2 separate regions of the Mus musculus genome follow, and region 2 is linked to region 1. A link is a contact called in public Hi-C data. All regions are on one chromosome and are shown on one strand. Each heading gives the region's core, a stretch centred on a gene start, on an enhancer-like site or on the middle of the called end of the contact. The rest is flanking DNA. Distances are from core to core; before and after follow the strand shown. Region 1 has its middle 220 kb from the start of Gm24957. Region 2 overlaps Gm36251 (a long non-coding RNA gene).

Region 1 (6,157 bases), core at 1,011-3,510:
TTTTATTTATCTAATTTTATGTATTTGAGTGTTTTGCCTGCATGTATGCATGTGTATCATGAGTGTGCAAATGTCCATGGAGTCTAGAAGAGGAGGTCTTAGAACCCATAAAACTGGAGTTACCCACAGTTAGGAGCCATCAAGTGGGTTCTAGGAACTGAACTCAGGTCCTCTGCAAGAACAGTGAGTACTCTTCAATCCCCAACACCCAATTAAAGGAACACCTTTTTTTTTCTTTTCTTTTTTTTTTTTTAAAGATTTATTTATTTATTATATGTAAGTACACTGTAGCTGTCTTCAGACACTCCAGAAGAGGGCATCAGATCTTGTTACGGATGGTTGTGAGCCACCATGTGGTTGCTGGGATTTGAACTCTGGACCTTTGGAAGAACAGTCGGGTGCTCTTACCCACTGAGCCATCTCACCAGCCCTAAAGGAACACCTTTCAATTCCAGCACTGGGGAGGTGGAGGCAGGAGGCTCCCTGTGGCTCACTGAACAGCCAGCCTAGCCTCAGTATTGACTCACAGATCCTAGTGATGTGGACAGTAATGAGTAATGACACCTCAGGTTGACCTCCGGCCTTCTCATACACCGATGATCTCATGGCTATACACACACACACACACACACACACACACACACACACACACACACACACATTCTTCTATCAAGGAGCAAGTCAGTACACTGTAAATTTGATAGCATTACGAGAGTAATAGACATCAGTTGGAAATCATCAGAAAAAATTTAAAGCAGAAACTCTGAAATTTAATTATCTCCAAGGGTGAACTAAAGACGGAGAACTTTTCATTGCCGTGCTCAGGAGTACTGCTTGAACATTTTCACATGCTTGCTTTTAATTAAAATATTGTTTATCTGCTTAGAGATCTAGATCATTGGAGGCAAACATATTTTTATCTCTGTTTTCTTGTCCCGTATGGGAATATTGTCCTAATTACAGAGTGTCTTAATAAACTACCTTTGTTTTGTTGGGACTGATGTTGTTTTGTAAAGTGTGTTGACCTTCACAGGAGATTGAACACTATCAACTGAAGCTCTCTGCCCCTGCTCAGCAAGCTGATATTTGCCAGTTTTTCACAGGAAAAAAATTCTACTACATTTAGCTTTGGAAGGCATTATGAAATCTAGCAGAGATCCTCTGTGTTCCAGGATTTAGGAATATATCCCTCATACCAGAACAAAACTCCTCTTGGGTGTATAGCTCTGACTCTTTTGCTTGGTCTTAGCACTCTTTTTCTCAGTCAGGTTGCCTTGTCCAGACTCTATATGAGGGCTTTTACCTTGTCTTATTATATCTTGTTTTGTTCTGTTAGGATGTCATCTCTTGGAGGCCTGCTCTTTTCGGAAGAGTAAGTGGAGGAGGATATGGATCTGGTGGAGTTCAAGGGGCTGGAAGAAGCAGAGGGCGGGGAAACTGTGGTTGGGATATATTTTACGAGAGAAACATCTGTTTTCAATAAGAAAATCCTATTTTTCCTGAACTCAGTGTCCCAAAAATGTTTTAATTTTCATTGGTGTGAAATTTCATAAAATAGAATTATTCTTCTTCTTCATTTTCCAGATACTAACAACCTGCGTTCAATGTCAAATCACTGAAATTCCCAAGTGGTTGTTATTGTATAATCTACACATTTTAGACACACACAATTAATTTCATAATATATCTCAATCCATTTTTTAAAGTAAATGAAATGCCCCTCAGGGCATAGTTTAGTAGCATAGGTAGTTAGATTATGGATTCATTGAATTACCAGTGTTCAACAAAACAATCATTTCATATGCATACCATCAAGGATCTACTTAACATTCTATGATGCTTAACATGTTAGAGGACGGCTTGTAAGCTACCTGGACTTTGTGTCATATCACTTAGAAGCTTCAATTACATAGCAATTTGAGGAGCATAATTAGATGTCAGACGATCAGACATGATGCCTAACCACTGAAGTAGTTTTGCAGGAAGGAGACGAGGATGGATCAAGCAAACTCCAGAAGGCAAACAGGAGTGAGTGGAGCTTGACACGGAGAAAACAGGAGTGAAATAAACACAGGGTATTTTTAGCAGCTGAAACAGCATACGAAAACAAAAAGCCGTTGCTGGGGAGATGAAGCAGTTGGTAACAGGACTGCCACACAAGTGTGAAGTCCCAAATTTAGATCTCCAGGATTGATCTAAATAGTTTTACCTGACTCATGTTTGTGACCCTAGCATTAGGGGGCAGGGAATTGAGGATGGAGACAGGAGTTCAATGGACTTGGTGGCTAACTAGTCTAGACAAATAGGGAAGTGCTGGGTCAGTAAGATAACCTCTTTCAAAAAGTAATGTGGAGAATTACCAATGAGGGAAGAAGACATTGATCTCTGCTTTCTGCAATGTACACATACCCATGTACACATATAACACAAATGTTTAAAACACACACAACCAATAAACTGTTGGTTTTGTTGGACAATGTGGTATCTATTTATGTGTAACTGTAGTTGATTCCTAGCCAGATAAGTGATGGTTTTTCCCTGACTGTTGGACAGAGAACATGGTACAAATTTTGGACCAAAGGTTTAGTTATTTTAAGTCTACTTAAAATATATCCAGAGACCTCATCAAGACATTTTGTATATAATGCATAATTGAACATATAAATGAACTTTAGATTTAGATAGAAACATGTATATTTTAAAAGTTAAAATGTAATTTTGAGAGGACAAGATTCATTTGATCATTAAAAGTGTATGCTTTTGTTTTTTGTTTCTACTGCCAAATTGTTGGCACTCTCTCAGTCGAGGGAGTAGCAAGGCCAGGTACAAAGTTCTGGGGCACTAGAGCAATTCAACCCAGAAAAAGCCATGCCACAGAAAGTATAGAGAGCCCATATCAACTGTGTCTGCAGCTGCACCCTGAGGAGTGTCTGTGACCTTAAGCCTGCTCTGACAGCTCTCACACTGTCCCTACAATAATGCTCTTCCCCTGCCTTCCACCTCTGTCACAGACCCCAGACACCACAGGATCATTTAGAAGGGAAAGTCTTTTGTTTCATAAAACAAACATTAATTTGCAAATGGTAGCATTTGTTTCTTGTGTCAGGTTCCATAAGGAATACCCTAATGGACACCTAATGGACTGCCATTACCATATCAACAAAGAATAAGTTGTTTTTAGGAGGAACAATGATTATATAACAATTAAGTAACTCCTGTGGACTCACTGGTACTTTCTTAAATTTATGCCAAGTGCTTGATTATTAAAATCATTGAAGGCAGCACAACAATTAAATCATCGGACTATCTAGTGAGGAGCCAGCTTTCCAAACAATGAAATATGGATTTTTTTTTTTAGAAATCCATGCTCATGATTCACAGAGCAGTCTCTCCTCATGAGGTGAACACGAACCAGAGAGCTTGTTGTCCACCTAACACCAGTAAATGTGTCTAGAGGACGACTCAAGGTCACACGTGTTTCTGAGGTGGTGAAGCATCCAAAGATGGCAGAGAAAGGATCCCAGTGTTTAGTCAGCCTGTGTGGTAAGAGACACAAGCACAGATCCCACACACAAGATCCCACAGAGCTGATGGAGCCAGGAAATGTTACAAGAGGTGTCCTAGAGAGAGCAGGAGTTGAATGGAGTCTTTGAAGATAGGCAGTGTAAGGGCAGAGATTTTGTGTATCATTATTGTAAAGCATAAATCACAAGATGAGACTTTACTTCATATGGGGAGAGAGAGGCAGCATGACTGACTGCTCAGACAGAGGATCCATTAGCAGTAAGAGGCTTCTGGATTCCAAGATGCAAGGGGTGTCAGCAAGGATACTGTGATGAACCCTGGTCTATTGAAGGTCTCTGTCCATGACACAGCTGGTTACTGAGAAATGATAGACAGTAATACAATATAACTTTTACTTTTTAAAACATTTCCTTTTCATTTTGTGTATGTGAGTGTTTGCCTGCATGTAGGTGTACCATCTGTGTTGAGTGCCCATGGAAGCCAGATGTAGGTATCAGTTTCCCTGGAATCGATATTGTACTGGCTAGTTTTGTGTCAACTTGACACAGCTGGGGTTATCACAGAGAAAGGAGCTTCAGTTGAGGAAATGCCTCCATGAGATCCAACTCTAAGGCATTTTCTCAATTAGTGATCAAGGGGGAAAGGCCCCTTGTGGGTGGGACCATCTCTGGGCTGGCAGTCTTGGGTTCTATAAGAGAGCAGGCTGAGCAAGCCAGGGGAGGCAAGCCAGTAAAGAACATCCCTCCATGGCCTCTGCATCGGCTCCTGCTTTCTGACCTGCTTGAGTTCCAGTCCTGACTTCCTTGGTGATGAACAGCAGTATGGAAGTGTAAGCTGAATAAACCCTTTCCTCCCCAACTTGTTTCTTGGTCATGATGTTTGTGCAGGAATAGAAACCCTGACTAAGACAGATATCATAGGTGGTTGTAAGCTGCCATGTGGGTGCTGAGACTCAAATCTCTTCCTCTGCAAGAGTAGCCTGTGCTGTTAACCACTGAGCATTTCTCCAGCCTCTGTCTCTTGTGGCTATCTTTACATGTTAATTGTTCTGTGTTCTTAAAGAAATGGTCACTCACTTAATTATATGGTATCTCATTGTAGGAATATCACCTTTCCCAGGGACTCACTCGGACCATCTATTTACTTATGTTACCAAGAATTAAACCCCCTTGGTTGTGCTTTCCTGTCCTGAAACTTGTAAGTCTTGCTGGGTTTTCAAGTAGCTGTATGAAAATTTCAGGATTTATAGAAGAATGAACCTGAGGGGGTAAAATTCAGTGGCAGTCTGGAAGGAGAGCTCAGTGGTTAGGATCACATGTTGCTTTTCTCAGGGACTCAAGTTCAGTTGCCTCTCATCAGGTGTCCCATAACTTTCTCAACCTCCAGCTCCAAGGAATCCAACACCCTCTTCTGACTTCCATGGGTATCTGTATACAATGTGGCATATATACACATGCACATTACACACACACACACACACACACACACACACACACACACACACTCATGCACATATATACAATTTAAAAAATAAAAGTCTTAACAATGTATTAAATGTGCCCAGTGGTTTCATGTAATTTGTTAATTATCCTTCATTTTATTCATTTATTTATTTTCTTGTTTACTTGTTTTTCTTTTTTCAAGACAGGGTTTCTCTGTGTAGCCCTGGCTGTCCTGGAACTCACTCTGTAGACCAGGCTGGCCTCAAACTCAGAAATCCACCTGCTTCTGCCCCCCAAGTGCTGGGATTAAAGGCATGCACTGCCACCACCGGACATTAGCCTTCATTTTAAAGACATTCTGCTAAGAGGCATGGCTAGTCATGTTTCCCTACTACCTGGGCATTTGTCAATGACGTATTTCAGGCCTGTGCTTTGCTTATCTGACAGTTTGTAAAGTACTTTGCAATCAGAATGTGGCAGAACTCTTTGCAGTACTGTGAGTTCTTTATCTGAAATATCTCAAGTCACTTCAAGACAATTGACAATTGAGATAGTGAGGTGATCTCCTGTGAGGAGTTTACAAAGTGAAAATTAACAAACTCCTTCCTTTAGTCCACTGGACCAGTTACATCCACCATGTTTTGGAGATGCTAAACATGGATAAAGGAAGGGGGAAAACTTTCCTTGCATGTCAGCTATCAGGCAGTGCTTTTCACTACAGAAAAAATTTCTCTTCTTTTCATAAAGATTTATTTCCATTTTCACATATGACTTTGTGTGTGTAGGCAAAATTCCTGTCGGTGCCCTCAGACTTGAGAGTAGGGTGCTGTCTCCCCTGGATCTGAAGCTATAGACCATTGTGAGCATCCAATATGCGTGCTTCCAACCGAACTTGGGTCCCCTCGAAGAACAGAAAATGTTCTTAACCGCTAAGGTAAGGTAGCTCGCAAACTCCAACAGATGCGTTTTCCTAGTGCTCAGAGTTTTCTGGACTCAGCATTGTCTTTTTCATGCATACTTTTTATTTTGATAGCACTGGTGATGATGATGAAGACCTTCGTTACTGGTGTGTGTGTGTGTGTGTGTGTGTGTGTGTGTGTGTGTGTGTGTGTGTATGTGTGTGTTGGTGCACATGGACCTCTGAATATGTATAATTGAAGGCTAGAGGGCAATGTTGAGGATTGATCTCC
Region 2 (6,012 bases), core at 2,695-5,194, 340 kb before region 1:
AGGACTGGCTCAGAACACTTGCAGAGTGAGAGAGGACAAAATAGTCTGCTTTGTGCATGCTAATGGCTACCTGTATCTCCTGCCTTTCATCTCTACCCCAGCGAAGGATACTCCGTCCAAATGGGTTCATGCCAGAATCCAAATATTCTAGATTGTGAGAACAGGCAACATTTTGCACACATCTATCAGCAATATCACTCAGTGATTCTTGGCTTTATTTTTTGGGGGGTTGGGGGTGGGGAGAGCACTTGGATGGACATGTTCCTGAGAGTGGCAGCAGAGAATAAACTTGATCCCTGCTGCCTGTGTTAGGCCAGCTCTTCCAAAGTGGTGCAGCATGGTATCTGTTTGGGGACATCGGATGCAATAAACATTTACTGCTAACTTACTGTAATAAATATAGAAATGATGAGACAACCACAAACTTCAGTTGAAAGCAGGAAGCAGTGGTTGTTGTGTTGAACGGCTGGAGGGCTGTTAAGGAATGGTTGATTTAGGCTGGGCTGGCTTGCCAGTCTGCAGGTTGGTTGGCCAACTGTTGGCTGATCTCAAATGGTTTCTATCAGGGCATCTGACTCCTTCTGTGTGACTTGTATCCTCATTCTCTACTGCTGTAACCTGGGCTTGGTTTCTTCATGGAGATATTAGTTCAAGAGATTAGGCAGGGCACACAAAACCTCTCAAGACACAATCCCAGAGAGAGGACACTTTCATCTCTGCCATATTTTCTTGGCCAAAGCAAGACATTTACTGGTTCAAATTCAACAGGAAGCAGAGAAGGCTCAGGTTAGTGAGAAAGGCTGCAAAGTCAGGGGAATATAACCAGATCACAGGAACAGTGAAGATGAAGCTCCTTCCTACACTGTACCAGGTCCCTGTGCTGTGCCTGCAGGATGCTAGTAGAAAGCCAACATTTCCTTTGACCACAAGCCTTTCTTCTTCACTACCTTGAGTGGCACAGGGCACCACCAGCCTGTCTTTGTTTCTAGGGAGAAGGGCAAACCTGACTGTTCACTCTATGACATTCTCTTTTGTTTCTTTTTCTGGAAAGTGGGAATGTTAGAAATAAATACTGGGGGGGGGGGTCGTTTCAATAAATGTTACACCCTAGGTTTCAGCAAAATGCCACTGAAACCCATAGAGAAGGCTAACTGGTGTCCTACTCTGATCCACTTTACCTGCCTGGTAAACCCAGTTTCCAGCTCCTGCAAGTGTCTGCTAATGTGGCTGCTTTCTCCTGCAGCAAATTACGTTCATCCAAGTGATGGCTACTTTACCTTATCTGTTAGATACCTACAGTGTATCAATGAAAGCAGGCTTTAGTTAAGGATGGAGTGGAATGGGGTTCTAGGAGAATGTCCCTTGCTTTAAGGGAGGGACAGTCCTGAATACAAACAGTGGGGTAGACTAGCAGACCAAACTGAAGCCGACCTTAAGCTGAAGTTACATCTTTACTCATTTGCTTTTTTTTTTTTTTTTGGCTCACATCAACTGACTCATTTTCATTCTCCTAAGAGTTTTCTATCAGCATAGCAGGACCCCTGTCTCAGGCTCCGCGTCCAGTAACACACACTAACATGCCTATCTTATACCACTTGTGTTCAAGGGAAAGAAGAAGAATGCACGGTCCTCTTTGGTAGAGACCATCTTGCCACTCTGGTACCAGGCTAGGTTTTACATAACAGAGGTGTATTCTGTTGTAGTGAAAGCAATACACACAAGGCTTTGTAGGCAACAGTGTGGTTCTCAGACTGCTGGAAATTCTAAATATCTTATGTGTGGCATCCTTGTGACTCTCATTCAGAGCTGGCCAAGGCTTGGAGAAAGGAGACAGGTCTTGTGTAAGAAGGGAAATAAGTCAGTAACATTGAGATTTTTCATGTTAATATGAGCCACATCCTAACACACAACAATCCAGAGACTCTATAAAGCTTTGATTGTCTTTTCCCAGTGTTTTTTTCCATGACTGTCTCTGTTGTATGTTTATTGGTATGAAGTCAAATGGTTAAGACACATCATTATGCCTAATAGGTCAAAGTTAAGAGAGATCTCTGAGACCCTAGGGGGTCTGGGTGAATGTGGGTGCATCACCTGCTGCACAATGTATTGTGTTTGGTCTACTCCTTAGGAGTGGTCAGTGTGGCCATTATCCATCAGCCTACTAACCACCAAGTGTCTCAGCCTGTGTCTTCTAATCCATTAATCTTTGTAAAAATTAAGTCTTACCTCGCTACTGCTTTGATAAGTTCTCATTTCCACCAGTCCTGTTTTCAAATGACAATTTTCTTACTTTTAAAAAGCATTTCAGTATTCCATTATGAAAATACACGACACTTCTTTATCCATCCCTGTTCCATATTTTGAGGTTTGGATATCCTGGGTGACACTGAAATGGACCAAGGAGTCCACATGTCTCCTCATCACATTACTTTCCATTATTTGGGTATCTGCCCTGGTTTTCCCTATTTGTACAATCTAAAAAGACCAATATCATAGAAGCATAGAGGAGAAAAGTGGATACCAGAGCTTAGGGGCTCATTAAGAGAGATGAAGAATGAGAAGATTCTGACCAAACATACAAAGTCTTAGAACACATGATTTAGTGACCTATTGTGCTATGGGTCATAGCTATTGTAGATTGCAAAATTGCTGAGATATTTTTAATGATCTAATCACAAGACTGATAAATTGATGAGGTGATGGATGCTAATTAGCTTCACTGCATCTTATACAATGTTCACTTCAGTCAATGTGTCATATCATACTCCCTTTCTCTCTTTCCCCCTCTCTCATATCTATCTATATATCTATCTATCTATCTATCTATCTATCTATCTATCTATCTATCTATCTATCTATCTATCTATGGCAATTAAAAATAAACAAATTAGTTTAAAACTTCATTTCATTACTTTTGGCTATAATTTAAAATCTGAACCATACTAAAATCATTCTGTTTATTTTTAAAAGTTTATTTTTACATTTACTATATATTGTACATGTGTGTATATATATATGCATGTATGTATTTATGTACATGTGTATACATATACTACAGTTTTCATGTAAAGGTCAGGGGACAACTTTTGGGAGTCAGTTAGTTCTTTTACCATTTAGATTCTGGGGACAGAACTCAGTCCTCCAGGCTCTGCTTCAGGCACTTTCACTGCTGAGCCATCTTGATGGCCCTGTAAGCACATTTTGCAACAGCTTGTCTAGCATGCCCCTTTCCAGTTCTGCTAGGTCTTGCCTGGCTGTAGGCTGTTTGCTGAGCAGGCCCTGAGTCTTGCTCTGGTGGGCTCTTGAGCGTGCTTTTCCATGACTTAGAGAGCCTTTCATGTTCCAAAGCTCATGAACTCTGAGTCATCTTTCCACCACCCTCCTCTTTTCCATCACCCCTACCCGGCTTCTATCAATTTCATTCCCACCTCAGGATACATTACATGCTTGTTATATTCATTCTGGGCAAGCTGGGCACACTAAAAATACATCTAACGTCGGAAGTGTGTGATGGATGAATGCATCAGAATGTATAATTCTTCTGGAAGAACCGCCTGGAGTCTGAAATATAAGTATCACATAAACAAAGGACATGAGGTTTAAGAGCTCTGAGTTAAATAAGGCTTCGGTGGACCCAAGTTCAAACTCAATTTTTTATTCATGAAAAAGTCACATTTCTTGTTGCTTTAAAGAACTGTTGTTCATGTACCGTGCCTCACGGATGTTACTTATAAAGTCTGACTCAGAGAATTTAGGAAAGGTTCTCTTCTGTTTTGATCAATGTGTCATATATGGGAAAAAAATCACACTTCAGGACAACGATGTAAGAGTTTCTAGCCGTTTCTTTTCAGGATTCTAAAAATAGTTTGTGTATGAGGGGAGTCATGGGTTGGGGCAGACACTATGTGTGTGCATGAGGGGAGGCAGGGGTGGGTGGGGCAGACACTATGTATATGCATAAGCCATGTCATAGGTGGTGGGGTCATCCCTGTGGAACAGAATCTGTGCCTGTCAACCTGGGTTATAGTCTTCAAATGGCTCTGGAGATGTCAATTTCTTAAAACAAAGGAAACTGGACACATGCACCCAGCATTAGCTGAGCCAAGCTGGCTGATCACCAAAGAAACAGGGAATCTTAGGAGTAAGCAGGCCGAGGGAGGCAGATCACACTCCTAATTACCTCCACAGCACCCTCATTTTCATATGCATGGCAATAGCTTGCTCTAAATGTTTGTGCCTAGGTTTAAACACTCAGGAAAATTCTAATTAAGGAAGAGCTGGTAGTAGAGGGTTGTACATTTAAAACAAACATAGGTTTCCTTGACATTCAGGAGTGATGCTGGCCACACATCAGTATGTATCACGCAGTCAGCTATTCTCTAGTAACAAACCTTATATTTAAATAAGTGGGGCAAAGGAATATGGTGCAGCCTCCTCCGTGTAGAAGGCCGTGTGAAGTGAGGTCAGGTCTGTTCTGTAGTGGTCATCTCATTCTCTCTCCTGGGTGGATCTTTGTCTCATTTCAGAGTATAGGTAGTTCCCCTTCATAGTTATATTGGTTCTTGTGTATGTGTATTTTATTGTTGGGGACAAGGGACTCATGCAAATGGGATCATTGCCTAGTGTCTCCTTTGAGTAGGTCATTATTCATGTAACTCATTTTTTTTTTTTGCATGTTGATTTTATGCCCTACAATTCTATTGAACTCATATTTCAGTTCCAAACATTTACTTTGAAAGGAGTCATTAGGGGGCTGGGGAGTCAGGAATGCACTTGCCTTGCCTGAATTCCATCCCCCAAACCCATAGCAATAAAAGTTCATAATCCCAAGCTTCAGAAGGCAGAGATGGGCAGATCTCAGTGGCTCGCTGACCAGGCAGCTTTGTTTACTTGTTAAGCTCAGGTCAGTGAGACTTCATCTGAAAAACAAAACAGAAACAAACACCAAAACAAACAAAAAATACAACTAACTGGCAACACACACACACACACACACACACACGGTTGGTGGTAAACACACACACACACACACATAAACACTCACACACACACACACACACACACACACACACCTCTAAGTGCAGAAGGGTCATTAGGGATTTAAACTACTATTAGGATAGCTTGGTGTTTTCTTTTCTTGTGTGATTGTTTCTGTCAGTACATTCATATTGCATAGACATGTGGTGGCAATAGGTACCCTCACCATCTCTCATTATTTGGTTTTATATACTAGACTAATCTTGAATGTCATAGATAAACTCTGTTTGGTTAGTATGTGTAAACTTTTGGATGTATTACTGAACTAATAATTCCCAGTATTGGTCAAGCCCAACAGAATCCCAGCACAGAGAGAAGAGGTAGTCTTGAAGTCTTCCTCTTAGCTGAGGAGCTATTGAGAGTTGATAGCTTCTCTTCCAGGAGAGGAAGAGTCAGTTTTCTTTAAGGATGTGGCCCCTGATAGGTAGAGGGGGCTCTGGAGGATGGGCATACAGCCAAGAGTGTGTACGGCAGCGCAGATTGGTGTGTTTTAAAGAGCGGATCTGGGAGGCGGCAAGGGAGGAAAGTCATATGATCCTTTCTCTGAGATTGGCATTATTGTGCACCCTGGTCACTTGCTGCTTCATTCATTCATTTCGTGCAGCCTAATAGACAGCTTCATTGAGATCCAGGTTTGTGTATGACTCTGTCAGCTAGGTTTCCTAGCTTTGCAGAAGTAGGGGGTCACTACCAACATGGTAAGCATGAATGTCTGTTGGTGTGCATGTGCCATTGCATACCTGTTAAGGTCAGAGGACAACCTGGAATACCTGGGATCAACTTCAGCTTGTCTGGCTCAGAGATTCTCTGACACTTCCTCTTCCCCACTCCATCCCACCCCACCCCCTAACCTCGCACCAGCCCCAACTTTACATCTTAAGATGTTCTATCAGCCTTAGCTTTACAGTGAGCATTCTCCAGTGCATTTCAGGACAGTGGGTGGAGTCGCTGACCTTGATGTGTTGTAAATAGGCA

The links. A called contact is a pair of places that touch in the nucleus more often than the background predicts.
Region 2: a contact with region 1 is called in a Hi-C map of cortical neurons, with 2.8 times the contacts expected there. The contact joins two enhancer-like sites. A contact is called at or near these places in 2 of 484 Hi-C or Micro-C datasets (cortical neurons and forebrain).

What each region holds. Positions count from the first base shown.
Region 1 is chr9:112,740,749-112,746,905 of GRCm38.p6, reverse strand. No RefSeq gene overlaps it. Among named protein-coding and RNA genes, the nearest start is that of Gm24957, 220 kb to the right of the region's middle. Within about 2 kb of position 2,260, at least 7 of the 459 cell types and tissues checked have an H3K27ac peak or open chromatin away from gene starts, as enhancers often do. A contact at or near this core is called in cortical neurons, where this site is marked.
Region 2 is chr9:113,079,258-113,085,269 of GRCm38.p6, reverse strand. All of the region lies in intron 5 of Gm36251 (a long non-coding RNA gene), which reads left to right. Among named protein-coding and RNA genes, the nearest start is that of Gm36251, 41 kb to the left of the region's middle. Within about 2 kb of position 3,944, at least 4 of the 459 cell types and tissues checked have an H3K27ac peak or open chromatin away from gene starts, as enhancers often do. A contact at or near this core is called in cortical neurons, where this site is marked.